Regions from separate parts of the Gossypium hirsutum genome. Here region 2 is linked to region 1. The links are chromatin contacts, called in public Hi-C maps. All regions are on one chromosome and are shown on one strand. Each heading gives the region's core, a stretch centred on a gene start, on an enhancer-like site or on the middle of the called end of the contact. The rest is flanking DNA. Distances are from core to core; before and after follow the strand shown.

Evidence for each region. Hi-C and Micro-C count contacts between places; a contact is called where the count stands out from the background.
Region 2: a Hi-C map of leaf shows a contact between it and region 1, with 2.0 times the contacts expected there. The contact joins the promoter of LOC107897673 here to the promoter of LOC107901437 in region 1. A contact is called at or near these places in 2 of 34 Hi-C or Micro-C datasets (both in leaf).

What each region holds. Positions count from the first base shown.
Region 1 is chrA11:30,913,339-30,919,303 of Gossypium_hirsutum_v2.1, reverse strand. LOC107901437 (nodulation protein H) reads left to right here and starts at 1,756. Exons shown (of 6, transcript XM_016827455.2): 1 at 1,756-2,072; 2 at 2,623-2,867; 3 at 2,957-3,215; 4 at 3,667-3,846; 5 at 3,954-4,109; 6 at 4,351-4,800. The coding sequence starts at 1,932. The coding sequence ends at 4,518.
Region 2 is chrA11:31,799,737-31,806,316 of Gossypium_hirsutum_v2.1, reverse strand. LOC107897673 reads left to right here and starts at 5,139. Exons shown (of 4, transcript XM_016823209.2): 1 at 5,139-5,294; 2 at 5,394-5,465; 3 at 6,322-6,580. The coding sequence starts at 5,454. LOC107897692 (a long non-coding RNA gene) reads right to left here and starts at 1,895. Exons shown (of 9, transcript XR_001684252.2): 1 at 1,251-1,895; 2 at 1,030-1,130; 3 at 587-947; 4 at 361-451.

The DNA of each region.
Region 1 (5,965 bases), core at 507-3,006:
GCTTGTCACGTGAAGTTGTATGGAGCCTCACAAAAACGAAAAACCCAAAGTTTTGAATTCAAAAATCCTAAGGTATAATATCTCCCCAAATCCCTATACTCTTTAAAATTTAAAATTTATCCAAGTGAGTTAAACCAAGTGTTTGGTTAGTGGAATTTGATTGATACAGTGTCCAACACCATAACACGTGCCAAATAGATTATGGTATCATAAATTGAGATTAGAAATCAAAGTCAAACAAGAGGTGGATTTGTTTAAAATAGATTCCTTGAAGCATTTATTTCCCATAAATGCTAATCTCATTATTTTACACTACTACATTGGAACACCCCCTTCATTTTCAATTTCACCCCTTCTCCATTGTCTTCTACTTATCTATGAAGAGGGTGACACTGTTAAATTCATTTTATCTATTTAATTTAATTTGACATTTTATGAAAGTTGAAAAAATTTGTTCCAAGTGAAGTAAAAATGTCACAATTTGGGTCTTAACTAAAAAATAGAAAAATCATAGGCACAATTTTAAGTGAAAATTATAGCTAATAACTAAGTCTTGTTTGATAAATTGAAAATGTTTAGTATATAGTTCCATTATAAAACTGTCTGTTATGTTAATAAAAATAAAGTATGGAATATATTTATATTGTTTAATAAAATATTTAATTTTTAAAATGATTTATTTCATAATTTTAATCTTACTAATATGATATTTATATTATTTTTGATAGTTTTGAAAAAAAAATTAATATAATAATTTGAATTTTTCATTTTTCTAAAAGGAATATTTCTTTTTTTTAACAAAATATTTTGAATATTTTTTTAAAAAAAATAAAATCAACTTCTTCTTTTTTCAATTTAGATAATTATTTTATTCAATTAAAAATTTGAATTAATTGAAACTTTATTAAGAGTTAAATAATGATTTATCAAAAACAGAGTTAATCTAGAAAAAATTCACACTAATCACAATATCACAATTTTTAACTATTACAATAAGTATATTACTCTTAGCTATCAAGAAAATTGAGAATTTTTTAAAAAAAAAATTGTTTTGGCTTTAACTCAAAAAGCTATACTAATTTATTTGATTCTTTAAAAGTAGTACCTACGATTATATTCAATAGTTAAGTTTCAAAATTGTGCACACAAAAAATATTGAATTATAATAAACTATTTAAATTATTTATTCCAAATAATTCAAAAACTATAACAAATCAACTTTATAATTTGAAAATTGAATCAAATTTTTTTAAAATATAATTCTTATTATTATTCATACTTCAAATTCTTAAATTAAAAAATATTATGTACTTTAAATATGTAACAATGATATGAATATACAATGATGTTTATTGAACTAAAATTTAATAAATCGGAAAATTAATCATGAATGAAATGAAATCTTGGTGGTATAAGAAGAATGTGATGCATGGTTTGATGAAGACAATTTCTATATTTGTTTTATCCACCAAAATCGTCGCTGGGTTAAATTTGGTTTGAGATTTGAGTAATTAGTTCATAAAAGAAGAAGCAATCACTTCCTTCCTTCCTTCCACTTGACACGGCCGTACGCTTTTAGATTTGTGAAATAGGGCCAGGGCCGCCTTTACCTTGACTAGCTCTTTGGCGTTTTTGCACAAACTAATGTACATAGCTGTACCAATCATAAACAACAAAAATATATGATTTTAGATTCATTTAAAAAACACTAAGAAAACAAGGCTTATATATTTGTTTCCCTTTCGTGTCATAGTTTTCCACGAGGCAAAAGAGGAAAATAGAAGGCTCAACTTTGCTCCACTGTTTACTTCACAAGGATTTTGCCTCCTCTTTGGCTACTTCTTCTTCCTTTCTTTGGTTTTAGCCCCCTTCTTGGCATTGTTTTAATAGCAGCTGAGAAAACAAAGGCAAATACAATATGGATAATTCCAATGAAGCCTCCTCTTTTTCTTCGGCTTTGTGAATATATATATTTACACACTTTAATCTCTTGTTTTCATTTTTACTTTCTGGGGTTGCTTCACCTTCTGCCAAACACATCTATGGCTGAATACGTCTGTTTGTTTCACAAGGTACCCTTTATTTTTTCACTTCATTTTGCTGTCTGGGTTCTTTTCTTTGCTGGGTTTGCACTTGGTTTTCTTTTGTGACGCTTAAAAATGACTCAAATTTCTGTTGAATGGCCCTGGATTGTGTCGAATGATGCCAAAGCTCAAATTTTTCGAGAAAAAGTATTTTGATTTTCCTTGATTCCCTGCTCAAACATTTTCATTTTGTTAAGTTAGTAGTTCCGTCTTTGTAAACAATATATTGCTGGGTTTGAAGGATAATTTGTGTTTGCATGTTTGGATCTGGGTTTTTCTCCACTTGTTCTTGAACCAACATTGTATTATTTTTTTTGTTTCTGTTTTAGGACTCTGATAAAACTATTAAAATGGGTTTTAAGTTTTAACTTTCTCTTCTATTTCCCTTTTTCTTTTACAGAGGGCACCTTTACTTTTTTTTAGCTTGCCTAGTTACACCAGTTTGAAATATATCTCAGAACAATTCCTCTTTACTTTGCTACTAAAAGTGTTTGCTTGTATGTCAAAATCTTAATATTTTTCCTCCTTTTCTATGCAGGAGACAGTAATTGTAAAGTCTCCCAAGAAGTCTCCAGTGTTCTTAAGGACAATAGTTTTATTGTTTGGTATTGTGTGTGGTATTTATATCTGTACAGTCTGTTTAAGGCAGATAAATACAGTTAGCAAGATCAAAACTCAGAACCTCCAACTCATTGAGAGTCCATCTCCAGATAGGAACATTCTTGCACAATTAGAAGCTCGAATTCCTACCTTGCATTACCCTAAGCCTCAAACTTTTAGCAGGTAAACATGTATACTTCCATTTGGAGTTTTTTTTTTCTCTTATTTTTAGTTAAATTATCTTAAGATTTTGGTTTTTAATACTTTGGTAGGGGTGAATGCATACAAAATCCGGTACGATTCTTTGCCATATTGTCGATGCAAAGGTCAGGAAGTGGATGGTTTGAGACTTTGCTAAATAGTCATATTAATATAAGCTCAAATGGGGAGATATTCTGTGCAATGGATAGGAGGAAAAACATTTCAACAATTATGCAGACTTTAGATAGAGTTTACAAGTTAGATTGGTTCAATAGTGCTTCCAAGAATGAGTGCTCTGCTGCTGTTGGCTTCAAGTGGATGTTGAATCAGGTAAGTAAATGTAGTTGAATTTTCAAACAAATTTTACCATTACAAAATTACAATTATATATATTTGTGTTCCTATGTGATCTGATACCTTTTTCTTATACATAAAAATGAGAAAAAAATGTTTGACAAGATCCCTTCCAAAAAGAAATTGAATTTGCGAGGCTTTGGTCAGGAGACCTCTAACTGTCATTGAATCAAGTTTTGAGGGAATTTCTGGTTAAATGTTAAAGACTTCAGATTTGCTTGCTTGTATGTTTTATCTGTAGTGTACTTACTTTTAGATATATGATTTTTGTATCTCCCGATTTCTATACAGTGATTAACCATAGAAGAAGTCATGCGAGAGGCTGAGTTTAAGATGGTCATTATTCTATATGATGGATGGAAATTATTTGAATCCCAGGGGTTGCTTTATGGTTTATTTGCTAACTGCTAGATTTATTTTTATGCAGGGATTGATAGAGTACCATAAAGAAATAGTAGAATACTTCAATTATCAGGGAGTTTCTGTCGTATTTCTCTTCCGAAGAAATTTGCTTCGAAGAATGGTTTCATTGCTTGCAAATTCACATGACCGTTATGCTAAGCTATTAAATGGAACCCACAAGTCTCATGTTCATTCACAGGAAGAGGTATTTGTCTCTATACCTATCCCACCATAGACACACTCTTTTGCCCTTTTTCTTTTTGTCTTTCATTGTTGGAGAATCTTGAAATTATTGCTAGTCACTTAATGTAGGCGGCTGCTCTTTCAAGTTACAAGCCGATAATCAACTCTACATCATTAATAAGTGATCTGAGAGAAGTGGAGATGGATGCTGTCAAGGCTTTGGAATACTTCAACAGCACCCGTCACATGGTTGTGTACTATGAGGATCTTTTCACAAACAATACGGTAAGGATAGTAACAAGTTTTCGTGAAATATTTACCATACTTCCAGACTGCTAAACAGCTTTTTAGTAAATGTCCTAGTATACACGCCTTCCGTCCTAAATGATTTGCTATCCTCTTATGCAATGCCATCTTTCTTAACTCATTTCTTCTAGATTCTTTTATGTTAATGCCATTTCGAAGTAAGCATTCTTGTCTAACTTGTACCTCTGCTTTATGTCATTGTTTCCCATGCTTGTCCCAGAAACTAGATGATGTTCAAGAGTTTCTAGGTCTTCCGCGGATGGAATTGACTAGTCGACAGGTTAAAATACACAAAGGTCCATTATCTGATTTTGTGAAGAACTGGGATGATGTGATAAAGACGTTAAATGGGACACAATACGAGCGTTTCCTCCAAGCTGACTATTAAGAACAACTCTGTCACTCTAACGTAAAAAAGGGCATGGATACCACATTCTGTTGACTTTTCTTTCTTTACTGTAAGCTGACCGGATATTCACCCGAATTGAAATTTTTGGCTGCCGTGAAAAGCATGATGGTGACCACCCTGCCAGCAACCTCAGGTGATCAATACTGCGGTGAACTATGTAACGTTTCTTTTCTCAAAGTCTATAGATCTTATAGACAGCATGTATACATCAGCTAATGAAAATTTGGGTGAACCAATTGTTCATCCTTAATAATGGTTTCATCTCTTTATTTCCATCAATGTTTTGCCTATTTCGTTTTACTTTATGGTTCTCCCTTGCTGTGCTACACACAAAAAGACCGTTAAGAGGCCAGTGATCAAGGTTAAAACCAAACTAGAGACTAGTTTATGAACCAACTTGGCCTTTTTTGGGTGTAAAATACGTAGTTGGTCCGAGCTTATGCAATGCAAGGGCATCTTATATGTTTTAATGATAGACTGCAAAGTAAGAATATTAGATATTTGTTTCAATCAATGTAAGCTATGCACTGAATCAAAAATATTTTTATTGATAATCAAATATATATATTTGACTGTTTAGGGGTATTTGTTGGAATTAATCCTATAATCAATTCAAATAAATTATCTTCAATTCTTATATATTGGTAACAAAAAATGTATTTTGCAGTCAGATTAACATGAAATAGATCAAATATATAAAAAGAAGTAATAATTATGGTGATCGGATTTCCGTTGCATATATCCCCAAAATGATGAGCTTTTGCTCTTTCTTATTTCCAAAGATAAAAATCTTCCATGTTTTTGAAACTCAATTGATAAGCTTTTTAACACCAAGGAACCTATTTAACAGCCAAGCAACTTTATCACGAAAGATTTCGAGAAGAAAAGTTGAGAAGAAAAGTTGAAGATCCAAAACAATAAACTTTGGATTTTGAGAAGAAAAGTTGAAGATGTAAAACAATAAACTTTGGAGTTCAATACGAAACGATGGTGAATTAGAAGAAACCAATTTTGTTTCTGGACTTAAAATATCAATCCATGATGACAAGCACATGAGGAAGATACTAACAAGTTTAGGGGTTACAATTCAATGATATGTTATAATCAGTTGACTTGCAGTGCATTTTTGAAAGGGATCTAGGAATTTCTAAGTTAATAAGTCTTCATATTGATAAAAAATATGTCTCTTAGATTCACAATGCACTTTGAATCACTCAATTTCAAGTTTGAGAACTCAAGTTATGACCGTTTGAATGAAGATTGCGCGAGCAAAATTTCTGGATGGGATTATAACAGAAATTACGAGTTTCGGACTTTTAACTAAATTTAAATCATACTATGTTTGATTTTTAGGTTTAATTTTTGTTATATATGAGCTCAATATTATATTTATTAAGTTTTATTATTTATTTATTCCAAATTTTAG
Region 2 (6,580 bases), core at 3,890-6,389, 880 kb before region 1:
CTATCTCAGGGTGGAAAAGAAGTATTCATTAAAACCATTCTTCAAGCTATTCCAACTTACACGATGGCTTGTTTTTTATTATCTAAAGTCCTATGTGATGAATTAGATAGCATTGTTGCAAAATTCTGGTGGCAGAAGGGGCAAGAAAGAGGGGAATTCATTGGTGTATTTGGAAAAACCTTTGTTTTTAAAAGAAAATGGTGGTTTAGGTTTTAGAAACTTTGGTCAATTTAATATTGCATTATTAGCTAAACAGGGTTGGCGCCTTACTAATTTCCCAAATTCTTTATTAGCCAGAGTTTTAAAAGCTAAATATTACCCGCATTCAAGTTTTCCTACATGCAGAGTTGGGAAGCTTACCTTCATTTACCTGGAAGAGCATTTGGGCAGCGAAGGGACTTCTTCAAAAAGGGTTGTGCTGGAGAGTGGGCAAAGGTGACAAAATTTCAATCTGGGAAGACAGTTGGATACAAGGGATCGATAAAGTTGAAGGAACCAGCAGATCCAACAATAGAGGTTTACAGTTAGTGTCAGATCTTATTGATGATACAAACAGAAAATGGAAGATGGAGTTGATAAATAGTACCTTTCCAGCAAACACAGCTCGGAAAATTCTGCAAATTCCTTTAGCAGAGTCCAATTATGAAGATACTCAAGCTTGGAAAGGGGAATTATCTGGCGAATATTCAGTGCGCAGTGCCTAGAAACTATTACAAGATGCTATTCCGAATCCTAGTAATTATTTATTACATGCCGAAACTAAAAAAATTTACAGGAAATTGTGGAATTTACAACTATCCTCTAAAATCTCAATTACTATCTGGAGAATTTCCTGGGACTTTATTCCCAAACTTGTTAATCTTAAGCACAGGAGAGTCATTGCAGATGATAAGTGCCCCCGTTGTCATGCTTGGGCAGAAGATAGCCTCTATATTTTTCGTCAATATCTACAACAACAGAAGTTTGGCAACTTTTAAACTTATCCTGGGTCATGGAAAACATAAACCAAAGTCTATGGGAGTGGCTAACCTGGGTATTCAAAAGAGGCACTGAAGCTCAATGCCGACTCTTCTGTTACGCTTTATGGTTAATATGGTTTTCCAGGAATCGGCTCATGCATGAAAGGAAAACTACAACAAGAAGGGAATTAGCACAAAACATAAGGAGGCATATGGCAGAAAATGAAGGAGCGAAAGTATTATAGTTTCTAGGTAACATAAACAGATATTACAGAAGCAAGGAGGACATACCGAGGGTTACAATACAGTTTGATGCAGTGTTTGATAGTAGAAATTATAAATCGGCCACAGGTCTGGTGGTATGGGGTCTGAGGGGAGAACTTTTGGATTTAAAGATGATTATTCATAACAACATTCCCTCTCCATTTGCAGCAGAAGCATATGCATGTTTAGAATGCACAAAGTTAGGGATCTTGATGGGAGTTCGTTCGATTAAAATAATAGGGGATTCCAAAACAACAATCAGAAAATGTCAGACGACTACAACAAATAAGTTCGTGATTGGAGCTATTATCAAAGACATCTAGAACAAGAAAACTTGCTTTCAAGAGATCATCTTTCAGCACATTCAAAGATCAAAAAATTCGCAAGAACATAGACTAGCAAAAGAAGCATTAGATAGATGAGGTAACTCATCCTGATAGGAGAAGAATTGAATAGCCACACAATAGAATCGGAGAGAATATGGCCAAGAAACCCAGACTGAGGAAATGTTTGGGAGAAATGATTTCAAAAGAAGATAGGCAAGAAAATTAAACCCTTGGAAACTGCTATCGTCAGAAGGGATTGAATATTTAAATGACAACTCGGAGCTTTAATGGAATCCAGTCGTTTGAAATGATTGGGGTAGATATTAGGTTTCTTTTTTGCCGTTTCATTTATTGCATTTAGTTACCATTAAGTTTTTAGTTTCAATAGCTAGTTGGAGGCTTTCACCATTACTAGTGTAGTGAGGCCGGTTTTATTTCTGTTTGGTTTTTTTTGGATGTAAGTGGCCTGGATCAAAAGTCATGTTGGGCCCTTAGTTATTTTCTTATTTTTCAATTAATAAAACTACCAGGTCTTCTATAAAAAAAATTATTTGATTGAAAAATATTTATATTATGGAATTTATATATATAAATTAATATTATATAAAAAATATAAATATAATAGATGGTGTTGGCAATTCCATTTTTGTATTGGTCAATATGTTCCATCCTTATCTTAAATCAAAACTTATGTTTTGTTTTGATTCAAATTTTGATTTTAAGCTTATGTAGTCTAATATCAGTTGCATCGGTACATATGATTTTTGTACTTATTGATATAAAATTTTAATATTTTAATTATTTTATCTTATTTGTTTTTGTCTTTTTTTATAGTTACATTAAAAAGAAAATACAATCAATAAATTAAGTTATTGATCGTAATTAATAATTTAAAATTTATATTTGTATATCGTATAATTGAAATATATTTACAGGTATATATAAAATTTCTTTTAAATATATCCATAAATTTAAAATAGTATAGTAAAATACATCAACGCAAACCAATATTAGAAAGAACAATTATACATCAATTAATACAGTACTAGCATGCTTGAAAATATTATCAATTTTTCTTTCCATATTTATTTTTGCACGTATATAAATTTATTAGTATAAATATTATTTAATTAAAAAGAAGTAGATATGGAGCAAATCCCCATCCATTTGTATTACAACCTCGTTCTTCTTTCCTGCTTTTTTTTCTTTTGAATTTCATATTTTTGTTGAAGTTTAAAAAGAAAAGAGTAATTACATATTGAAGAAAATTAAATAAATTAAAAGATAATATTTTCAGTGATTTAATTTTTCACATAATAATTTAATTCTTTAATTTTATAGAAAAATAGTTATTTTAACTTTACATTTAAGTTTTTTTAGATCTAAATTTTCGTTTTTTGTCAAATCACTTAGAATGAACGAAAAATTTAATTTTTTTTTAAATTTTGTTGACATTGCATACATATAGATTATCACATGGATGACACGTAAGCATTTAATTAAATTTTTAAATTTTAAAAAATTCAAAAAAAATAAAAACTATTTTTAAAAATTAAAAATGATTAATATTGTTTAAAAATTATTTAAATTTTTAAAAAATTAATTAAATGTTGACGTGTCATCTATGTGACAATCCTTGTGTATGTCACATCAATAAAGTTATTAAATGTTGACTTTTCAATCCATTTGGAGTGGTTTGACCAAAAACTACAAATTCAAAGGCAAAAAAAATAAATAAATAGAGGACTCAAAATACTTTTTTTTAATAAATTTGGAGGGCAAAAAAATTATTATGCCTTAAAATTTTTAAAACATATTTAATAATCCATAATAAAAACAAATACAAATAATAAGATTTTTCTATAAAAAAAGTGAAAAATAATATATAAATAAAGAAATGCTTATCATTTAATTTTGTTTCGACCCTTAATTTTCCGGTTTATCAAATAAAAGAAGTTAGTTGTTTGATTTAATGTTTTAAATCTCGTCAAAATTTTACCTATTAGACTAATATGAGGTGATTTTTGACGAGTAGAAATCCCCTGGCCCTAGTTCCCTGCCCCAATCCGTGCCTTCTTCTCAAAATTAGCCTCTTCTCCGTTTTTCTTTACAAGTTCTCTTTTCGCAAATCTTTTTTTTTAAAAATAATTTTAACTGAAATTATAATTAATTTTACAATTTGTACATTAGTTGTAGATGAAATAAAAATTAATAATAATAAAAAAGACTTGTAGACGCGGTTAATTTTGAGTAGGGGCACAGATGGGAGCAGAGAATAGGGCAGGGGAATTTTACTCTTTTTAAAAGAAAATTAACATAAGTATCAATGAAAAAAATGTATATGTTGAGAATAATGTTATCAATACGTATAATGTATATTTTACTATCATATTCCCACCTCTTTTATACAAACAAAATAGTGTAGTAAAACTCTAAACCATGCAAGAGACCGTTATCCGTTACAGTCATGGCAAATGGGTGACCCGTTCCTATCGATTTATTCCTAATGTGATTACTGTAGGTATTGATGGTTTTGTTGCAAAGATTGATGCTCAAATTGATATCAATTGTATGCTATGAATATTTGTTCTCTTGGAACTTTTATTGCTGATTGTAAGTTGGACCAGGTTTGACTTCAGCATATTTACATGGAGGGGAATCCCGTTGCTGACATGTTGGGGAGTAGCGTTTTGAGTAGTGGATTTAGTAAAAATTGCAACAGCGATGATCTTTTGTGTTTTTGCTCTTTCCCACCGGACTTTTTGCAGGCTGATGCCTCTGGTATGGCTATGTACCGAACAGTGCTTTAACTTTAATGATTAGAGGGAAAAAAAAAAAACAAAACAAAAACTCTAAACCAGGATAAGATTTGAGGAGGTAATTAAATCACAAGGGTACACAAAAAGAAGAGGAAAAAGGCAAAAAAGTAATCTCACATAACATGTACAAAATCTGAATAGAAGTTAAAAATGGAATTTCTTTTTATAGAAAAAATAAAAAACCTCAGATCACGTGGTCCTATTGATCAGTCGGTGTCGCCAGCTCATTCACTGCTATATTTTACTAACAAGTCGAAGCATGGTCAAGCTGAAGCCAAATGCAACTCAATCCCCCTTCCTTCAAAGTGCCGCTGCTTCTCTCTGGACCTCTCTTCATTTCTGAATCTCTTTTTTTTTTTTAATAAAACCCTACAACTTTTAGCTAAAAACATTCAATGTCCTTTTTCTTTTTTACCTTATTCCATAAATAACACTGCTGTTGCTTTCTTTGCCAGCAATGGCAACTGTTTCCACCTCCCTAACTCTGCCTACAATAACAATGGAAAACAAAATTAATTAATATTTTCACTGTCTTCATAATTAATAATCTGCATGCAATGAGCCACAAGTTTTAAAAAAGTAAAATTACTTGTTTTGGCTAAGTTTAATTGTCCCTCCAGCTAGCATATGCTATTCTTGTATGTCAAATGCAATGCAAAGAAAGAAACCCAATACCAACTTTACTAGTATTAATTGGAGTAAATAATTAACCACGATGCTTATCTTTGTGGTTCACAAATTTTTATATATATGCATGCATAGAGGTGGTGTGGCTAATGAGTGTATGATAAAACTCTAGAAAGGAAAAAGTGAAAACGGATTTAAGACTAAAAAAACTAAAGACTGTTCCTTGGAATCTTCATAGAAAGTTTTCCAAGTGTGTTTGAGAAACACGAAGCATACGGGGATTGGTCCTATAGAAGAGGGTAAAGAATGTCAAAACCTCTCATCTTTTACCTTTTTTTTTTTTAATTTCTATGAGGTATCATCATTCATATTTTTTTTATATGTATATATAAATGCAGATCAACCAGCACTGATGGATGGGATTATGATGATGATGGTCAAGCAAGTACTGCTAAAAAATGAATTCCAATGTGGTGTTCCCATCTCCATTGCCATTTTTTCATCTTAATTTGGTGCTATCCTACGTGAGCTTTGGTGTTTTTAAAGAATTCTTAGAATATTTTTCTTTTCTTTTATATATCAAAATAGTTGAACAAAATACAAATGATAGTGGCACTGTGGAGGTGGGGAAGCAGAAAAGAAGGTAAAATTTGAAGATTAAATTAAATTTTTTTTATAAGTTTTGGGAATTAATTTTTTAAAATTATAATTATCCAAATAATATATAAAATTAAAAATTAAAATTATTATTATACAAATTTTTTAACTTTCACTTCACTCAACAAAATTTTAACTATACTCAACAGAAATGAAAAAAAAAACAATTTTGAATAGTTGATTCACCTTTTGTTCATTTTTTCTACTATTTTATTATTTTATCGATTATGGTAGAGCTTTGGAGCAAAAGAAAGCTTCTTAGGATCTTCACCTTCGTGCAGTCTCCAAGAGAAAAGAAAAACAGTAAAAGATGTTTTTTAAAAATAACTAATACTTGGAGGATTTTGTATTCAAAGCTGGTCATCATTGAATGCCAATTCTGGCCAGAGAAAAACAAACATAAAAAGAGAGAGAGAGAGAGAGAGAGAGAGAGAGAGAGAGAGAGAGAGAGAGAGAGGGGCAATTAACATGTCATGACAAAAAAAGATCACATCATGGGCATAACATGCATGAATTCAAAAAAACAACCATACATCAAGCTCCCCATGCTTCCTTATATATAAATACAAACATCTACTCGGTTAGTTGTAATAGTATCAAGGGAGGGTCCCTATAGAATTTATTACGTTTTATTAATTTTTTTCCTTGTTTTCCATGTTGTTTTGAAAGCTCATGGCATGCTTAGACATGTATAATTCGGAGCACAAAGGTCATCATCATCACTGCCCCCCAATGAGTCCAAGAATCTCATTCTCAAATGATTTTGTTGAGACTCAGCAGGTTATGAAGCAAGAGAGGAACTCAAGGGAGGCTCCAGTGTCGTCAGACTTTGAATTCTCAGTATCAAACTACTCCATGATGAGTGCTGATGAGCTTTTTTTTAAGGGTAAGCTTTTTCCATTTAAAGATAATTGTAATAATCAAATGC